Regions from separate parts of the Canis lupus genome. Here region 1 is linked to region 2. The links are chromatin contacts, called in public Hi-C maps. All regions are on one chromosome and are shown on one strand. The core of a region is the stretch at or near the end of the contact, and the rest is flanking DNA. Distances in the headings are between cores, read along the strand shown.

Region 1 (6,689 bases), core at 3,030-5,529, 76 kb before region 2:
GCTCCTACTCTCCACATATAACGAATAGTTCAGACTAACTGAACACTAGAGTGTTAAATGCGTTGGATTTGTTCATTCATTCAATCCTCACACTAACACTTTGAGAGAGAGAGATTATTATCCTCACTTTGCAGATAAGGATACTGAGGCTCAGAAAGATTGGAGAATCTGTTTCAGGCCCAATAGCTAGAAAGAAGCTAGAATTCAATGGCCTATTGAATATGAGTTGAGGAAATTTGTTTTTACTAATGGAAGTCTCACTTTGTTTCCAAATTAAGGATAAGATTGTTTATAAATGTACATACAGCAAAAAGATACAGTTTGTGGAGGTGAGGAAATTGAGGCACAGGAAAAGAAAGAACAAGTAGGAAAATAAAGTCATAATGTGATTTTATTTTATGCTATGAAATTCCCTACATTTGCTATATGCATGCCATAAGTGTTACTGAAGAGACCAGCAAAGCTATTCAGTTATTGCTGGTACAGGGATGAGAGGGAAATTTTTCCTGGGTTCTCAAGTAGTAATGTAATGAAGGCCCTCTGGGATACAGTGATGAACTCTTTCCTCAACATCTTTACAGTAAACTCACAAAATATATCATGTACATCTTTTAAAATGTCTTTTAATATATACTATGAGCATCACACTCCAATATAATTCAGTAAAATTAATTTAACATGAAAGCAAAATAATCCTGTTCGTGTACAATCACCTACTGATTTTTGTTAACTGAAGGGTAAGTCTCAATGGTATCTAAGGCAGCCTTTCCCAAAATATTCTAAAAAAAATATATGAAAAGGAATCACTTCTTCACTATTCTGTTATCTTCTTTATTTATTTGATCATTTGCTTTTCCTCCTCTCTTTCTCATTTTGTCTTTACCTTTAGGTCTCTCCCAGATCCTGTCCTCTTCACACTTTGATCTGTCCTTAGGCCTATCTACTCATGACTTCAGTTATTGTACAGACAGTGTCAAATCAAAAACCACACAGGGACAGGAAAACTTTATTTAAGGCTCTTAAAATAGTGGACCAAATAGAGGCCAAAATAAAATCTAAATTTCACTGAAACGGAGATCAGACAGGCTCTTAAGCCCTAAAGTACTGGAAGGTGTTGGAGAAGTTAAAGGCCATATATGTTTGCTAATTGCTCTATCCAAAGGGAAAAGAAACTTCTCACATTTTTATGATGAGAGTTTTACAACTTGGCCCCACCAAAATTAGGCTTCTACTTTCCCACAAAAACTGGGAGATAGGAGTACTATCTCCCCTGATGTTTACTTACACTTCCAACAGATGGCTCCCAGGTCCCTAAGAAAGACATTCTGGGTTGTGAAGCCATCAGATGTTTTTGGTTTTGTTGTTGCTGTTGTTTAAAAAAAAAAAAAAAAAATTGCATCTCAAAGAGGCAGAAAGAATTTACGATTATGTTTTCTAAAATAAATAGTCAAAAAAGATAAGTAAGCAATCCTGAGTTGGGAAGAAATCTATCATGTTAGTCAAGCTAAGGGGAATGAAATGTTAAGGCCATTTTAGTCAGCAGGTTATTCACAAATGTGTATTTTCTTAAATTTCTCTGACATTTAAGTCCCATATATTTCAACTCTTATGTATACTTCCCATCCCCCATGTGGATGGCCCATAGGATCCTCAAATTCATGATTGTCCTCACACAGACTGGGCTTTCTTCTTTCCCTTTTCTCACTAAAGGATATCAACAGTCATTCAAGTATGCAAGCCAGAAGTCACAGAATCTCTCAGCTCCCATATTCAAACAGCATGTTCACATATACATACAATCAAAGAGAGCATTTGGCAGTACAATTTAATTTTTTTCCAAGTTAAATTTACAGAGTATAAAAAAAAATTATGGGGCATATACTATATGGGCTAGGTTATTAGCATCACAGTTTTCCATTTTTGTTGTAAAATGAACAGAAACATTCTGTGAGAAAATCCTTACTCCGTTACTGGCTACTATCTCAGACAGTGTGTACACTGAATTATAGTTTTCCACCCAGGCACATATCCTAATTAGGCTCTTCAGTTTCCTTAAGAGAATGCTAATTTGAGTCTGGAGCATTACAGTGGAAGATTTTATCAGATCGATCAAAAGCTTACTAGCAAGAAGTTTTTATGAAGATTGGTAGTAGAAATCATTGGCCACCAATTCCTCAATGTTTGAATTTTATTATTGGATTTATTCAGATTGCCAGTAGCTGTAAAACTGCAGTTCATTGTTCTTCATTTTGTAGAATCTCTTTGGACTAACTGGCATTATGCCTTTGTTGAAGAGAGATGTTATAAAATATTTAACTCTGAAGGATAAGGCTATATTTAACTTGTTAACAATGAGTAAGTCACATATGACATCACATCATATCTTTTTTTTTTAACAAGGATATGAGAGATATTTCCTTCAATTCATTATCAGAAATGTTTGGGTTCTCATTGAGCAGCTAGTTTTATATTTATTTGCTTTATGTACTCTTGGCAATTTTGCAATTGTATGACTGACTCTTTGCCCATAAAACTTGAAGCTGAACCATCAGCCCTTGTTTAGCAAAGTAGCTAACGACATTGTTTTGTGTATTTGTTTATTCCTGAGTATCAACTTATTTACATGGCTACATGTGACCAAAAACCCAAGTAGGAGATTCTTTTTTTCTTTTTTTCTTTTTTTTTTTTTTTTTCTATTATCTTGAAGTCAGGAAGTTTGTGGTTGCTAGTGCTTCTTTTATAGCCCAAGGAATTCAGGGTCAAGGTCTCTAAAAATGTCTTGGTATTTCCTTCAGGGTTTCAAGATGATTTTTACAGCTGTACTGTAGGATTCATGCCTTTGATTGCAAAAGGAAAGAAGAAAGGACCAGAAGAAAAATTGTTGGTCCTGATAATGGGTGATTCTTGTTTTCTTTTATTCACATCATTACCTTCTCAAAACTTAGTAGCTTAAAATAATTTAATATCATCACACACGGTTCTGTGTAATGACTAGGCTCAATTAGCTGTTCTTACTTGGGATCTCTCATGTTTGCAGTCAAATTGTGGTTGGGTCTGGAGGCACATTATACTTAACTGAGCTGAATTTCCAAGGTGACACTCATGTGGCTGAGTTGAGGCTGGCTGAAATGCCTAGATGTGACTGTCTTCATAGCACGGCAGCTACATTCTGAGAAAGTGTCTCAAGAGTAAGTGTTAAAAATCAAGACAGTAAGGCTTTTCATGGTCTGGTCTTTGATGTTTGAGAGTATTGCTTCTAGGCACAGTTGGTTAGTCAAGAACATAAGGTGTACTCAGAACAAGGAAAGGAAATTCGAGCCTAGTTTGTCATGTGAGAAGCAGCATAGGCATGACGACAGGGAGTCGATGGTAGCCAGTTTGGGAGACTATTTAGCATAATCTGCTCTTTGGCTACTGATATTCATCTCCCTTCTATATGCAGAGTAGGTTAATATCCCCCAAGTTATGGCCTTATGGTATTGGTGTGAAGTCCAGGATTGATCATTTAAATCAGATTCAATGGGAGATAAGTGTCCCACTTTCTCAGATGCAGTTTCTCAAGCATGATTTCTCTATAATGAAACGTTTTGAACCTTAAAGGAGGCAATTTATCTGCCCAATAAGCTCAGTTATCTGTTCAATAAAGCCAGTATTACACTGGTGATACACATGTATGAAATTTGCAAAAACAAAACAAAACAAAAAACGTATTTTAAAAAGAGATGAGGTCTCACAGGAAACAGATAATACTTGCTCACCCACAGGAAGTCTGAAGTCAGCCTGAGCACACTTCCTTGTGTGGAGCCAAGTCCTGCTCCCTGAGGAGTGAGGCTTTGTGCCAGTTGGTCGGCCCTCTAGGTTTTTGGAGCTGCACTCTAAAACTTCCCCTCTTTTCCTTTAGAATTGGCCTGTGTTTGCTGCCGAGGAGCTCTCAGCCTGCTTTCTGCCTTTAAAGCCTCCCCCCCGCCCCCAGGGGCTCTTTTTTGTTTTGAATTTACCTCTATCACTTTTAGTCCAGTTTTATTAGGGTTCAGTCCAGTAGGGGAAAAAAAAAATCCCACTTTTTTTTTTTTTTTTCCCCAGAAAGACTCCTCTCTGTGGTGGGCTAAGTCTTGATGGTGTGCGATCATGACTTTAAGATTCTTAGGAGCCCTATTTTCTGGTTAAAAAAATCTTTAAACCATTCAATTATATTTGTCTGGTTGAAGGCCTGTCATAAATGCTTCCGAGGTGTCAGGAAAGGGAGCTGCAAATGCACCACTGAAATGAACTTTACCCTCCTGTTACGTGTTACCGGAAATATTCTGAGTTCGCGTTTTGGTCTGATGCCGTTTCTTATTTTGAGAAACTTTTTGCAGGCTTCAAAGACTGGAGATGATAAACACTTCTATTTTTGAGCCGAATAGGTCCTAACTCTTGTTTGTCCTCTAAATTCTATAAAACATTGAATATTGCCTTTTTTTAGCTCATTCTTTCTTTTTCTAGATCTTATCCTCTGCATCTAACAGAAACCAATTGGCACGTTCAGCATTCTGCCTGGAAATTTCCTTAGCCTGATGTATCTGTATTTTCTGCATTACTATAGCATGCTATCACTAAACTTTGTATTACTAAAAGGTTTCCTGTGACCTAGTTTCTGAATTTCCGAATATCACTTCTGCATTCTGTCAAGTCAGTCACTACAGCCATCTCAGATTGACAGAAAGAGGAACTAAACCCCTGCCTCTTGATCTGTGAGCGAACATGCATGTGAAGCAACAGAAGGAGCTTACTGTGGTCATCTTGGGAAATCGTGTACCACATCAGGAAAATAAAATTTTCCAGAAATCCTTAGCATACTTTTCTCATTGGCCAGAATTGTTTCCTAGTTTGGTAGAGGAACAGTTACAGAAACTAGGAATTGTGGGCTTTTTCTTTTTTGTTAATAGAGGATTAAGAAAATGCAGAGAATTAACAGTCGTAGCAGTTTTAAAATCCTGTTGATCAGACGTAGCAAGGGCTTCCTGAACTAGTGGTGGAATGAGCTCAAGCCAGCCAATCTTTTACTCTCTCATCCCATTTTTGTGGTCTCTGACTCTGCCCTCTGAGATGCCACACAGATCTGAATCTTCAGGCTCGTGTACAGTCTTAAAAAATAATCGCATGTGGTTTTGCGTTGTGGGATTGTAGGAATAATTTCATACCTTTTTAGTAGAGCGATGACTTGCAGGAGTTGACAGTCCAGACTACATGTTTGGTCACCATAGTTCTGTCACGACATTAATGGGTTTACATATGTTTCATCCCTATCCTGCAGGTGTAACTATAGCTAAAGATGCTATCTAGTCAAGGTTTTTAACCTTGGATATTGTCTTTATTGACTGGCCATTACCTTCTCTCCCTGCTTTAACTTAATGGTTATTGCCGTGTTGTAATTTAAAATCATATATTTTGGGGAAGGCTAAATCCTTTATTTCATTTTTATTTTTTTATTTTTTTATTTTTTTGCTTTCATACCAGCTGCATTTACCTGTTTATCTACTAGTTTTATCTCTTACGAAGTTTGCTGCTTTGCTGTCTTGCAATGGCTTCAATTTAGGATGTGAACCATGTTTTTATTTTTTAGCCTTCCAAGGCTTCAAAGTACAGGATGCTCTGGCAATACAGATGCCAAACTCTAAGGAGAGAGTGCTGGTCTTATCAAAGTGGTATTTCCTCCTCTCTCTGCTTCCAAGCCGTGTCTGTCTGCCTTTCACCTGGGTTCACCAAGCTCTTGTAGAATTTTCGTAAAGGTAGATAGCCAGTACTAGCCAACATTCTGATCAGTCTCACTCTTTCCAACGATACAGACTTAGTCACTGTATAGTTTGTTTTCAGAGTTCAGATGACTATTTAACCAAATACTTCCCATTGTATATAAAGTGTGACCAGTTTTCTAGTGTCAAGCATCTAAAACCTGAATTTTCATCTCTATCAAGTCAGTCCCACATTTTAGTTCCTGTTACTTATAGCAACCTATTTCTAGTAACAATTACTGAACCAATTGCAGCACTTATGTGCAAGAACAATCCATTTTAAACCATTTAATGAGTAACAGTTGATAAATCCCCAGAAGAGCCAGAGAAAAACTGTTCAAAGGGAAACATCACCTAACATCTAGGACACTAGGAACTAGATGACAAACAGATAGCTGGCCCAGAAAAACATACTTCTGTGATTCTACATGCTGTGATGGCTACATGCTTGAGGGCCCTGCTCAAAGGCTAAGTGGGTTCCAGTGTATTGCCACATTTCTGTTTGATATCGCAAACCAGTCTGGGGACTGCAGTTTTTAGCTTTATAGTCAGTTGTACAGAAAGGCAAACTAAAAACTATGTAATAATGGGTATTGAATAAGCAAATACATAAAATCTGTCACATTTGGTTTTTATTTGTATTTTTCCTTTCCTGTTGAGAGCAACATCAAAATGGCAAATATAACATAAATAGGTTCAGCACTCAGACTTAAGTGGCATCTACACTCCACTAGCTGTGGTCATAGATATTACTTAATTTTTACAAACCTCAGTATGCCTATTCTGAAAAACTGAGATGATATAAGCTCAATGAGATGACTATCTAGGATAGTGCAAATAGTTGTTAGCATAGTGTCTGAATGAAAACATTTCTCACTAAGTAGTAGCTATTGCTATTATATATTGGTTCCACTT
Region 2 (6,169 bases), core at 418-2,917:
GGCAAGGTATATGACCTTACCAAATTTACATTTTCTTTTCAGAAAAAAAAGAGTATTCAAAAATTTTATAAGTCATTTTCAGAATGTAATTGTGGCTTCAAGGATCACAATAGTACTAAAATATAAAAACTGGATTAAATTCTTAAATTCAATAATAATTACTTAGAAGTCTCTTCACAATTAGTTTCAACTACGGGTATTTTAGAAAGATTTTGTAGATTAGAAATATAGTATACTTGCTCAACAGTAACTGGGAAAGCTGATTAACCATCCTGTTTATGTTTGAAATAGTCATTTCACCTTTCTCTAATTTAATCAGTGAGAAAAATCAATATGCATTTAAGTAAGAGTCACGTATCCTTAGCCCACAATCATCTTCAGCCTAGAGTTGTTGATGTCTAGCTTGTAATAGCAGTAGAGTAGTATATCTTGGTAGGGGAGAGAAGGGCTGCATTTTTTTTATTTTTCAAAAATTTGGTAGGCAATTTAAAGAATACATATTTTGAGAAAAAGATTTACTAAGTGAGTAGATCTCATTTTAAGAAATTGTTCCTGGACCTGTTAGGTAAAATTTTAAGGTAAATTTAAACATAACAGGAATGTATTTTTTTTTCTTTCAAAGAACCCCCTATTGTGAATTATTTGGTTAAACAAAGAACCTTTAGTAATATGTTCTTCAGTTTGCTTCTATTATTCATATTGCTCATGTGGAACAGAAACTTACTTGAAATACCCGTGTAAGGAGTGGATAGTTCTGAAAAAAAGAGGAGAGAGGCAATAGCAGGGATTTCAAAAAAAGAAGTGTCGTTGTTCTCATAGAGACTGGAACCAACAACCTTCAAGAATGGGGCTACTGGCTGCCTATGTGGCTGCTCTTTATGCCCCTTTCTTCTGTGTTTTTGTCTTTCCTCTTGTACTTTCTGATCTGTCATGAAAGTCCTTTCCAATTTACATGAACTCTGACTCATAGCTTCTTATTACTCACAACTTTGGCTTCCCATGAGACCTCAGGGCTCCAGCTCTTCTTTTGTATCCTTTCATTCTCAGCTCCAACAATAAACTGTGTATGTCAAGTCAAGGTAAAGTCTGGTTGACTCTCTTCATCTTTTATAGCTTACAGATTTGCAGCTTTAGGGCAAGAAGCCCACCCTAAGAGCAGTCAACTCACAGGACATGTTACATATATGTGATATAAAGCAGATCTATTTAAGGGCTTTATTTTCAGCATATTCTGAGTGTGGTAAAGATGACCTAAAAAAGGAACTCCGTGGGAGATAGTCAGAGGCTTGGCTTGCCTGGTGAAATTTTTATAATTCTCTTAGCTTTGTTTCCATTTTTCATAAAATATGGATTTTTAAGTGTGTGTGTGTGAGAGAGAGAGAGAAAGTTGACATTGTGGTTACCTCTAAAGCTTCTACTCCCCTTCACTCACTCTAATGAAGTCAGTTATGTGATTTGAATGGCTTTGATCTCATCCTCATTTCCAGTGGTAGACCTATTCCAAACCATTCAGCCCAACCACTTGTTAATAGTAATTGATAATCTGAGACCTAAGACATTTAGTATTTCAATTTTCTTGAGTAAGGGAATATCCTAATTGAATCAATCAAAATAAAGCCTGTATTATATAATCTTCAGGAAGTGTGAGGTTCTCACTCTTCCTGCTTGGTGTATGAGTGATGAAGCATGTGGTGTCTGAAGTTTGATCACAGAATAGGCAATCAGTTACTGCGCGGTGAGTCAATCTTATGATGGAACACATACCACTTAAGTTTGAGCTTCTGAATTAAGCCTCACAGCATATTTCTTTGAATGTTTCAGTTCCATGAGCTGATATATTTCCTTTATCATTTCACTGTTTGAGTTTAATCACAGCATGTTAGAGACAGGGAAACTGAGGCCTAGACAGGTAGCTCAGCTCAACTGACCCTCATTAAAGTGTGAATTAGTGGCACTGTTAAAATTCAGATCTATACCCCCAAGTTCTACTTTCCCTCTACCCCATGATAATGTCCTTCTTCTGTAACACCTGATATGTATTAGTCTTAATTTCTTTTAAGAAATATTCCTTTTCATTCATGTTGCCTGGTGAATTTTTAAACGCATTTGTGAACTGTTAACTATGCAGACATGTTTCAAATTTCTGAGTGGTGGGCCCAAGTCACTAGATGTTTGTTTCCTGAAAAGTATGTGGCTGTCTTGTGTCACAGAGACCTCTAACACAGCAGTAATGATATTACCTTATAAAATTAAAATTCTTCATAAGACTGCTTTATAAAAGGATAACATCTTCACTAAATAAATAACTGTATAAACAGAAGTTTGTGAAGATGTCCATTTTATAGGATTTCTCTCTAAAATGGAAGCACCTATATTTATTAATATCTTAGCCATTGTTAAGAAGGACATGTTAGGACATGAAGATTGGTTTCTTACATAAGAGAGATTCAACTTTTTTATTTTTCTAAATACAGTCTTGACTACAGAAAAAGAATATTGAAATTTTATGAACAGATTGCCTTATGCTACATTTTAAGGAGTAGTATAAAACACTCTATAAATGTTGTCTATCTATCTTCTTATCTCTCTGAAACACTTAGAGTGAGCTCATGGTGTGCTGAAAGATTGGAATCTCAGATTATAGCTTAGTAAATATTGCAAAATCCATTTCAAATAGTTGAGTAGGTTTTCATAGTTCAGTGAAGTGTGAGGCAAAAAAAAAAAAATGGAATATATAGGAAGAGTTGTTTAGTTAGTCAGTAGGAGAATTTAAGAACTTGCCATTTTTAGCCTGCATAATTATAGATTATAATTCAAAAAAAAAATAAATGGAAACTAAATAAGGACAATGACAAACCTGATTTTCAGTTGGAGCAATTCATATAATTATTCAAATGTAGAATAATAATGCCAAACTCTATTAAAATCTTGACATAAAGTATTGAGAAACACAAAGAATCAAGTTTGATAGTGTAAACTCTTTTGAATTACATATAAATTAGAAAATCAAGTGACTCGCATAACAGGTGGATAATGGTATTAGTAATTATATCACAATAGACAAGAATCATAAAAGTTGACTCAGTATAGGCTTGTCTAAAACATTATAATCTTTCTGTAGGAATGATGAAAGCAGTCTAATATCACATGACACTATTTCATAGTAAAGACCAGACATAAACATTCAGCATGTTAACCTCAGCTCATAAACAAGGGTTGTCATGGCCACTAGGACAGTGAAAGGTGGGACATAGTTTGAAGAAGAAGGAATCAAATATGGGCTCACCAAAGGAGAACCAGAAACCTTAACATTTTACTAGGTCTTGATCATCAAAGGGAAATACTGTGAAGAGGTGTGGAGAAATCTGGAATGTACACCACAGCGCCTCTTGCTGAGGTAACATAGTGTTTGGCTCTGAGGAGCTTGGAGAAACGTAACTGGATGGAGACTGAGCTCTGGTGCTTCCTCTCCATGACCTCTATGAGTCCAAGTTTCTCTCACTTGGAGCCCTCAGCCCCCCCATTTATAAGGCTTTGCTGCCAGCATTTAATACTTTCATCTTCAAGGCTTTTAAAGGCATACTTAAAACAATTAAGACTTGTAAAATGGCCATTTCTATTTAAACTCAGAGGAGAACTAAATAAAAAGACTTTTTCTCCTGCAGAAGCATGTTCTGTTCTAACTACTTTAATGCCTTTCTTGTACCACCCAATAGATGGAATTCTCCCTAACCCATCATAGAAAGATTTCTATAGAAAGAGAGTGGGGAACAATGATGGCACCCTCATTAACAAACTCTTGTCTTTAATATGCTGCCTCAAAGGCAGATTCACCGTGAAGTTATTGGTATCCAAGTTTCATATCCCTAGCTTAGATGAGTCCCTTCTGACACCCTAGATGGAGCAATGTGTTCACATGACACATGGTGTGTATTTGTAAAAATACTATACTTTGTTTCATTTATATTGAACACCTCCACAATATCTAGAACTATCCCTTACTGCTGCTCTGATATGCTAAGAAAACCTGACTTTTTGTATTTTATATATCTGATCTAATCTTACCCAGTCATTGGGTAACAGGTTTTTGGCTTTGTCGTTATTGCTGTTGTTTTGGTTTTTTAAGTTGTTAAACTGCAGTATCACAGTACAGAAAGTATTTTCATCTCCTTTTCATGTAACTTTGTTGCTCTTGTCTCTTTTGAGTATATGTTCAGTTTTCAGTGTTATGGTCCCAACTTCAACACTTCTCCACTCTTAGATGGAAACCCTTCTTCTCCCCAACATATCTGGGGTAACGTACTTGACTTTGTTGTATGTTGTAGGGGAAAGAGAACACAAACTCTGTGTGCTATCTTTTCAGTCTGTTGGCTTCCATTTCGTTGTTTTAGCTGGTCTAGAGCTAGAGAGCATATAAATTGTTCTTTGATGTTTGTTGTTGTTGTTGGTTTGTTGTTGTTGTTTTTTAACCCAGTCAGCGCCTCATAGTTCTTTGTTTTTTGTTTGTTTGCTTTTCTGTGTCAAGTTTTTATTTACTTCTAGTTAGTTAACATATTAGTTTCAGGCGTAGAATGTAGTGATTCTTCACTTACACATAATACCCAGTGCTCATCATAACAAGTGCCCTCCTGCATACTCATCACCCACCTAGCCCATCTCCCAGCCTCCTCCCTCCATTTGTTCTCTATAGTTAAGAGTCTTTTGAGGTTTGCCTCCCACTCTTTTTTTCTTCCCCTCTATTTATCTGTTTTGTTTCTTAAATTCCATATGTTAGTGATCTCCTATGGTATTTGCCTTTCTTTGATTGGCTTATTTTGCTTAGCATAATACATGCTAACTGTATCTATGTCATTGCAAATGGCAAAATTTCATTCTTTTTGATGGCACATCTCCCACATCTCCTTTATCCATTCATCAGTTGATGGCATTTGGGCTCTTTCTAAAATTTGGCTATTGTTGATAATGCTGCTATAAACATCGGGGTGCATGTGCCCCCTTCAAATCAGTATTTTTATATCCTTTGGGTAAATACCTAATACTGCAATCGCTGGTTCTTGTTTAATATATTATCAGTGCTGCAGAGCTTGGTGTGTGTAAGCAACATTATCTATATGATCCTTATACAGACTTTTTTACCCCAGCTTCTGTAGCTTGCTTGCACCTTGCTATATGATTGCATAATGGGTCTTGACTCTCAACTTATTTATCACTTCCTTATCTCCCCTAGGGCATGCAAAAACTTCCAATTACATTCATCTCTGTAACTGTGGGAGCAAAGGGAGGGCTAAATATTTTAATCAAGTCTCCACTTACAACTTCCTGCTGGACTTTGGAACCCTGTGGCTGTCACTCTCCACAATACCAAAGGAAAGTAAGGGGAATCCCTCTTGGCTTCTGACTTCTTTTCACCGTATCTAACACCTCTATTATAGGATTTTTGCCCTAGGTGGGAATGTAGACCTCAAAAATGCCCCCAATTCTCTATATCTTCATGTCTTCATGCCTATTGCAATGTAAATGTGCAGTTCTGCCCATGAAGAGGTGGAGTCTATTTCTCCACTCTGACTTTGAACTGGCCCAGTGATTTGCTTTGACCAATAGAAGATGGTGGCAAAAGTGATACTGTGCAAATTCCCAAGCCTAGGCTTTAAGAGGTGTTTTATAGTTTTAGTTTTATCTGTTTGGTCTTCTGCCTTCACCATGATGGCAAGCCTGAGATAAAATGCTGAATGATGAAAAATCATGTGGAGCAGAAGTGGTTCATCCTAGCCAAGATCACCCTGTATCAGCCATTGAAGACCTCCTTGCTAACTACGGGCACATATGTATGAGCAACTCAGACCAGCATAACTTCATACTCAACCTATAGAGTCATAATAAATAACAATTGGTCTACCACTTAAGTTTTGGTATGGCTCGTTATACAGCAATAACTAACTTATAGATGGGTCGTTCCCAAGGCAATCCCCCTCCCCTCATTACACTAAAATATTTTTTAACTTTACTTCCCTACAGAATATCCTGAGTTTTCTATACCCCTGACTTAATATTTGACATGCTAATGCCATAACATTGTTTTGTATATGTGGTGGGAAATTTTTAGCATTTTTAGTATTTGGAAACTCATTCTTCCTTTCAACTTTTTTTCTCTAACATCTCAAAAAATACT

What was found. A called contact is a pair of places that touch in the nucleus more often than the background predicts.
Region 1: a Hi-C map of blood shows a contact between it and region 2, with 1.7 times the contacts expected there. The contact joins two enhancer-like sites. A contact is called at or near these places in 2 of 9 Hi-C or Micro-C datasets (both in blood).

What each region holds. Positions count from the first base shown.
Region 1 is chr3:9,970,366-9,977,054 of UU_Cfam_GSD_1.0, reverse strand. No RefSeq gene overlaps it. Among named protein-coding and RNA genes, the nearest start is that of FAM174A, 49 kb to the left of the region's middle. Within about 2 kb of position 4,279, at least 7 of the 20 cell types and tissues checked have an H3K27ac peak or open chromatin away from gene starts, as enhancers often do. A contact at or near this core is called in blood, where this site is marked.
Region 2 is chr3:9,892,034-9,898,202 of UU_Cfam_GSD_1.0, reverse strand. No RefSeq gene overlaps it. Among named protein-coding and RNA genes, the nearest start is that of FAM174A, 130 kb to the left of the region's middle. Within about 2 kb of position 1,667, at least 2 of the 20 cell types and tissues checked have an H3K27ac peak or open chromatin away from gene starts, as enhancers often do. A contact at or near this core is called in blood, where this site is marked.